2 separate regions of the Rattus norvegicus genome follow, and region 1 is linked to region 2. The links are chromatin contacts, called in public Hi-C maps. All regions are on one chromosome and are shown on one strand. The core of a region is the stretch at or near the end of the contact, and the rest is flanking DNA. Distances in the headings are between cores, read along the strand shown. Region 1 holds the start of Cnnm3 (cyclin and CBS domain divalent metal cation transport mediator 3). Region 2 holds the start of Fer1l5 (fer-1-like family member 5).

What was found. Hi-C and Micro-C count contacts between places; a contact is called where the count stands out from the background.
Region 1: a contact with region 2 is called in a Hi-C map of liver, with 1.7 times the contacts expected there. The contact joins the promoter of Cnnm3 here to the promoter of Fer1l5 in region 2. A contact is called at or near these places in 3 of 12 Hi-C or Micro-C datasets (the A7r5 cell line, hepatocytes and liver).

Annotation. Positions count from the first base shown.
Region 1 is chr9:46,249,289-46,253,171 of GRCr8, forward strand. It overlaps Cnnm3 (cyclin and CBS domain divalent metal cation transport mediator 3), which reads left to right and starts at 1,977. Exons shown (of 8, transcript NM_001106901.2): 1 at 1,977-3,248. The coding sequence starts at 2,012.
Region 2 is chr9:46,100,258-46,103,903 of GRCr8, forward strand. Fer1l5 (fer-1-like family member 5) reads left to right here and starts at 1,541. Exons shown (of 54, transcript XM_039084527.2): 1 at 1,541-1,674; 2 at 3,285-3,363. It overlaps Kansl3 (KAT8 regulatory NSL complex subunit 3), which reads right to left and starts at 1,264. Exons shown (of 20, transcript NM_001034835.1): 1 at 1,252-1,264; 2 at 1-227. The coding sequence starts at 171.

The sequences.
Region 1 (3,883 bases), core at 727-3,226, 150 kb after region 2:
GACGTTTGTCCTTAAAGGCAGCAAGACAGTTCCAATGCAAAAGAGCAACCATGTCTTAATTGCTTCTACTGGTGGCTTACTCTGTCATCCCTAGAGGCAGAACTTCTTGGGGCATATAGCACTGTTCAGATAATAAAAACGGGAGCAGAGATGCGACTTGCCAGCCACCATTCTGAGTTTACAATGTAGAAGAGTCACTGCCAACTTTGTAAAGACTTTTGGGGGGACTCTGTTTAGTTCTTAAAGGTGTGTGTGTATATGTACGTATTCGATGTATGTGAGGGCAGACGAGGGCACAGGATTCCTTGGGGCTGGAGGTAGAGGTGGTGGTGAGTCACCTGAGTGGAGGTATTGGGAACCACACGAGAGTCCTCTGAAGAGCAGCATGGGGTCATTTCTCTAGCCCCTTGTTTTGATTTTTGAGACAGGATCTCACTATATAGCCCTACCTGGCCTCTAACTCACTATGAGGCCCCTGCTGGCCTCTGCTGAGATTACAAGCTGGGTAAGAACTTTTCACCAATGATTTTCCCTCTTGGTCTTTCCTCAGGGGCCTGTTTTTTTGTTTGTTTGTTTTGTTTTGTTTTTGTACATTATCTTCTACACAACTTGTGGTCATATTACATAATATTTTTAGGACACTGAGTTATGTCTACAGAATCCTTTTTAAAAAACATTCAAGGGGCTGGAGAGATGGGCTCAGTGGTTAAGAACACTTAACTGCTCTTGCAGAAGTCCTGGTTCTCAGAACCCACATGGTAACTCACAAATGTCAGTAATTCTAGTTCCAGGGGATGCAGTGACCTGTTCTAGCCTCCTTCTGCACCTGCATACACAACACACATATACCACATACACACAAAACAAAACATCTATGTATAAGATGTGTCCATGTATTAGGGCATTTAGGGAGAAAATAGAAAATTGCAAAAACGTGGATACCTACAGAAGAGCTAATCACAAAGACTACATGCAAAGAGTGAAGACCGCTCCATCTGATCCATATAGGTGTCTTCCAAAATGAGGACAGAAAGAACCCTCTAGAACAGCTTTCTCGGCCCAAGGAATCAGGATAAAGTGCGGTTGTGAAGCTAGCAAGTGTGAACATTCCTGAAAACTGCTACCTTCCTGCGTGGCTTCATGACCTGGATTGTCAGGTGCGCGTCAGAACCCAATGGCACACAGACTCAGTCTCTAAACCTCATTCTATCCTTAAGATTAAGTACATGAAACAGGTGTGAAGATTCGAGGAAACTGATTTTTCTGGGGTTGAGTATTTACTATGGAGCGTCCCGTCAAAGTAACTTGCTCAAAAGCAGGTGTCTGTCTTGACATCCACAGAGTCCAACGCAAAGCAGGAATGCCTTCGAGAGACGTCAGCTTTAAAACAAACCAATAGGGCCGGAGAGCTGGCTGAGGTTAAAGAATGCGTGTTAAGAAACAGAGTTCAGGAGGGGTTGGGGATTTAGCTCAGTGGTAGAGCGCTTGCCTAGGAAGCGCAAGGCCCTGGGTTCGGTCCCCAGCTCCGGAAAAAAAAAAAAAAAAGAAAGAAACAGAGTTCAGTTCTTGGAACTCCAGCTCCAGGGGGATCTGACGCCCTCTTCTGTCCGCATAAAGCACTACACTCGCATGCGCAAACCCACATACATATATACAAATAAGAAAATCAATCTTTGGCTTCCGTGTGCCCAGCGCCTGGTTCTTATTCAGCTCTTAACCTTGCAGGCCAGAGGGCTAACGACCTTGCTCGTCCACACACGCCGGGACGCTAAGGTCGTCCCAGACGGCCGCTCCGCGTCCTCCCTCGCCAACCGAGCGCCACGCCCCCCCGGCCTGCCCCGCCCCGCGCCGCTTGTTTACTCCCCGGCGCAGCCTAGTTCTCCCCAGAGCCCGCCCCCGTCAACTGCTTATTGGTTAAAGTGACGGGAAGGCCCGCGCCGATTGGCCGCAACAGCATAGGCGCGGGTGAGTGGGGTAGGCTGCGCCCGAGGCCCAGAAGGGGTAGCAGGCCATGGCGGCGGCTGCTGCGGCTGTGGCGGGTTGGTTGGGCTGGGTGCTTGCTGCGTTCTGTCTGGGCAGCACCGCAGGGGAGGCGGCGCCGGGCGCGGGACTGCTGAGCTTCTGCACGGAGGAGGACGGTGCTCCGGGCGCGGGCTCCCTACGCGGAAGGGCAGCGCCGGAGGCCACTTTGTGCTTGCGACTCTTCTGCCCAGGCTTGGCCAACAGTTCCTGGACCTGGGTAGCCCCGGAGGGCGCAGGCTGCCCCGAGGGCGGGCGGGCCACGGAGCCCTCGGAGGCGGCCGCCCCCACGGGCGAGTGGCGCGCGCTGCTGCGCCTGCGCGCCGAGGCCGGCCACCCGCGCTCCGCGCTGCTGGCAGTGCGCGTGGAGCCGGGCGGCGGGGCAGCTGAGGAGGCGGCGGCGCCCTGGGCGCTGGGGCTGGGGGCGGCCGGGCTGCTGGCTCTGGCGGCTGTGGCTCGCGGCCTGCAGCTGAGCGCGCTGGCGCTGGCGCCGGCCGAGGTGCAGGTGCTGCGCGAGAGCGGCTCGGAGGCGGAGCGCGCGGCTGCGCGGCGCCTGGAACCCGCACGGCGCTGGGCCGGCTGCGCCCTGGGCGCGCTGCTGCTTCTGGCCAGCCTGGCACAGGCGGCACTGGCGGTGCTGCTGTACGGGGCGGTGGGCCAGCGCGCCGTTCCCGCCGTGCTGGGCTGCGCGGGGCTGGTGTTCCTGGTAGGTGAGGTGCTGCCGGCCGCCGTGAGCGGACGCTGGGCTCTGGCGCTGGCGCCGCGCGCGCTGGGCCTCAGCCGCCTGGCGGTGCTACTCACCTTGCCGGTGGCGCTGCCCGTCGGGCAGCTGCTGGAGCTGGCAGCGCGGCCCGGGCGTCTGCGGGAGCGCGTGCTAGAGCTGGCGCGCGGCGGTGGCGACCCCTACAGCGACCTCAGCAAGGGAGTGCTGCGCTACCGGACCGTGGAGGACGTGCTCACGCCGCTCGAAGACTGCTTTATGCTGGACTCCGGCACTGTCCTGGACTTCAGCGTCCTCGCAAGCATCATGCAGAGCGGCCACACGCGCATCCCAGTGTTTGAGGAGGAGCGCTCCAACATCGTGGACATGCTGTACCTCAAAGACCTGGCCTTCGTGGACCCCGAGGACTGCACGCCGCTCAGCACCATCACCCGATTCTACAACCATCCACTCCACTTTGTCTTCAACGACACCAAACTGGACGCCGTCCTGGAGGAGTTCAAGAGAGGTAAGGGGATGCCCTTTGTTGGGAAGGGTCTCACTCCACCAGAGAAGGCAGAGGAACTTGACCCTTCTCAGAAAGTGATGGCCTTGCACCTGGGAGTGACCTTTGGAAATATTTAAAGACCCACCTTTTAGAAGCAGAAGCAAGTGCTGTGGGAGTCCAATGCGGGAGGATTGGAAGGTGATGGCCCAATTTGTATTTAAAAAAAAAAAAAAAAGTTGGGGAGGTAGCCTAGTGCTTGCTAACATACAAGAAGCCCTGAGCACTCCCCAGCACCACATAAATTAAGGTGGTGCCCTCTACTTAGAAGAATGGAAGCTGAACTGGACTAAAGATTCCGTCTCAAAAGTAAATGAATGAATAAAAGCTCCCTTGGCAGGCAGTGAGCATGCCTACTTGGCTCTAATCCTAGAGGTTTCCTTCTGGGCCGTTTTTTGTACACTTGGGCTTCCTAGCTGCCCCAGATTCTTGGATAATAACTAAAATGATGTCAAAAGGGTTAGGTAACTAGAAACCGTTGTCTTTGCCTTTTTAACATTAAATTAGCTGGCCCTGTGATGGCTCCTGGCCCTTCCAGATTGTGGGATTAGGAGGGACTCACAAATACTTCCTATAGGTACCAAGAGAACTTTCATTTT
Region 2 (3,646 bases), core at 291-2,790:
GGTGGGGCGGGCGCTGCTGGCATCGGGGTGGGCACTCCACGGTTTTGCATAGCTATGATCCAGAAAAACAAGGTCCAGTTCCCGCTCATGCACTGAAAGCTGGAAAAGCAGGGAGGTACCCATCCGACGAGCTGAAGTCTGGAAGTCCCTCTCCCCACCCCGGTGGGCCATGTCAGTAGTCAGGCAGCCAAACCAAGTCAGGGTGCGAATATCTGCATGCTAGTCACCTGCGGTGAAAAGGGGCTTGTCAACTCAATAGCTTCCGTTTCTCCCAAGTTTCCCTATCAAAACATGCCTTTATGCCCATCATTCATCGATTATGCATACCACTACGGAACAGAAAGGTGGCGGGTGCCATACACAGTTTTGTGACTGTAAACTGACAAGACTCCACAGTTAGCAAAAATATGACCTTTCTGTGCCAAGGCATGGTGACGCACGCTTTTCGTCCCAGCATTGGGGAGGAAGAAGCAGACCTATCTCCGGGAGTTCGAGGACTGCCTGGTCTATAGAATGCGTTCCAGGACAGCCAGGGTAACAGTGAGATCCCATCTCAAAAAAAAAAAAAAAATTTTTTTTTTTTGGCTGAGCAATTTTCTTCCTGGGTGGTAAAGGATTTTGCAAATCAGAGGGATCACAAACATGAATTCTTCTAAAGCTAGAGGAAGTGCGTGGGGACGGTCAGCTCCAGCACGCCCAGCACAACAGGCGGGCACCGTGGGCTGAGTGCAGCCCAGGGCTCCAGACATCATCGCTTTGGCCTGAGGTCAAGGGGACTTTCCTAGGGTCACATTCTACCCAAGGTCTGCACCGACCTCAAGGTACACCGGAGTTTTGAGAGAAGAAAAACCAGAGCCCGCCCTCAGCCCGACCGGGGCCTTAGGAGGCCTCAGGAGGCCTCTTCTTCGCCCTCCCTCAGCGAGGCGCCCGGCAAACGGCCCGCTCCTCCGTGAGGTTCCCGCCACGGAACCGCAAAACCACAAAACGGCCCACCCGGGCGACTCGGCCAAGGTCATCCCGAGTTCCCGGCGAGGAGGAGCCGCCCGGCCCCGCCTCCCCTCCCCGGGCCCTCCTCGGCCCGGCGCCTCGGGCGCTGGGGCGGCCGCGTCGGCCTCCCGCGCCCCGCCCGGCCCGCGGCTCCAGCCCCGGCTCCCGCAGGCCCGCGGAGCCCCGAGGTCTTCTCCGATGCCGCCGCCCGCCGCCTGGAACCCCACGGGCCGCCACCCGCGCCGGGACGGACCCGCGTCTCACCCGCAGTTGTCGGCCGCGCGCTCGCCGGAGCTGGATCACAGTGCGCGTGCGCCTCACCGCCCGGCGCCACGGGCTCCGAGGAAAACGCGGAAGTGGATTGCTCTTCCGGAACTGCGCGGCGGCGAGCGGCAAAGCCTGGAGCGGATCCGCGACCTCGCTGGCCTGTGGGGAGTGCCGTGAGCCCGCGCGCGCGCGCGCGACCCCGGGACAGAGACGTCCTTCCTCTACGTTTTCTGTGGGGAAAGTGAGGGCAAAGAGCTAAGCAGTTCAGACAGCCCCGGCGCTCGGTGTTCCCCGCCACAGTCAGTTCCTCCTCCCCCGACCTATTACAGAGCAGGGTTCTATCTGCAGTGGGCGGGCTCAGCCCAGCGTTGAGACTTTGTTTATAATTCCAAGGCAGGAGGCTGAGACAGGAGAATCTTGGTGAGTTCCAGGACAGCCTGAGCTACATAGCGACAGACTTGTCTCAAGACCTCGACCACAAACCAGAGAGATGGGGAGAGAAGAGGGAGGGAATGCTTTGCAGAATGTCCGGATACAATTCTAGGGCTCTGCGGTGTTTAACGAAGAGAAATTGGTGGAGCTCAGACTAGGATGAGGTAGATGATGAGGTAGAGGAGAGATGTGAGGTTCAATTTTTAACCGCCTGGCCCACAGATCCCAGCAAGCAAAGTTTCCGCCCTTTTCTCATCTCGAAATGTGCAAATACCTAAACCCTGCCTCAATAGGTTGCCAGGGGAATACAGTGGATTATTTCCGCCACCTGTCAAGAGCTCAATTGATTTCTTGATGGCAATTACTGCAAGCTACCCCCACCTCCAGGTGTCATTGGTTGTTTTTATTTACTATTTATGGAGGGATGGTGAGACATGGTCGCATGTATCTCAGGCTGGGCTTCAAGCTAGCTATGCTGCCAGAGAAGACCTTGAATTTTATTGTTGGTTTGGTTCGAGTTTTGTTTTGTTTTTGTTTATTTGATGTTTTTTGAGACAGAGCTTCTCTGTGGAGCCCTGACTGTTCTCAAGCCCAGTAGGCCAGGCTGACCTTGAACTCAGAGATCTGCCTGCTTCTGCGCATGCCCACCACTTCCTGGTTAACATTGAATTACAGATCCTCTGCTCCTCTCCCTTTCAAGCGCTGGGATTATAGGCCTGCACTACCGGGCCTAGCATAGAGCAACGTGTTTTAGACTTAGACTTGACTAAGGAGGAGGGTCAGGAAAATTAAGCAACGACAAGAGGTTTCGTAGGTGTGCAAAGACTGAAAATTAACTCAAGGGGTGTTTCTGACAGTTCATCCACAATGTCACTGTATCCTTGGTTCTGAGCACACAACAAGCACACTTTCATGAGGCTCGTGCCATATAACTATGGCGCCAACAAATGTTTTCGAAAACCCCTTGGCTCAGACTTTAGACTATTGTATGTTATCAATTGCAGTGTTTTTGCTGTAGACACAAAGTTTCCTGCTCTTAGAGAAACCTGATAACTTTATTATGGAAAACAAAGGCTCTTAATACGTTCCTCTCTCTCTCAGCATGTGTCAAAGTAACATTTCTTTGGACTGTGATAGATAGAATGCTTGGTTTTAGAAACTGCCATCTGAATGGCTGATTTGAGCTTCATAAAACAATAATTAAATGAATTTTAGCTTGGGATTAAAATAGACTGCCCAATCATTTCTGAGATCACTTCTGCCATTTTGTAGCATGTCTTTATTTGAAGTAGCTTTCTTAGCATTAATTATTATAAAATCAAAATACTCATCACCTCAGAGGCAAGAAAATCAGGAATCCAAGAACAGCCTCAGCTATATAGTGAGTTCAGAGCCAACCTAGGCTACTTGAGACCCTGTCTCCCAGATTTAAAAAAAAAAATCAAACAAAGGGGAAAAAAACATGCCAAATGTCTTGCTTCTCCATTAAAAAGCCCTCCCCTGAGACATCATTGATTTACCTGTATATGGATTTTGATGGCCTCACCTCTTGTATTTTCTCATCTACATTGCATGTCTTTGCCAACAATTCATTCCAGACAGAAGAGAATTCTGTGCCTGTTGTTGAAACTCTAGAGGTCAGCGACAAAAGAAAGGAGTCCGCCTCAAAGCGGCAAGGTTTGTCTGTGTACACCTCGGGCCACTTGTTTAATCTACACTCTGTCACAGTCCTTTATCTCTTCCGGAGATTCTCTTCGGAACCAAGAACCACTTATCTCTGTGATGTTCCTCTTGTTGCTAAGCTCCCTCACCCTGTGAACCTGGAACAGAGGAGCTCCAAAGAGCAAGAGGTTGTCCTGTGCAGGGAAGGAGGGGAGGAAGCAAGTGTCCAAGATGCTCAGGGTTGTTGTGGAGTCTGCCACAATTAACCCTCCCCTCAGCCCCACACCCAAAGCCTGCG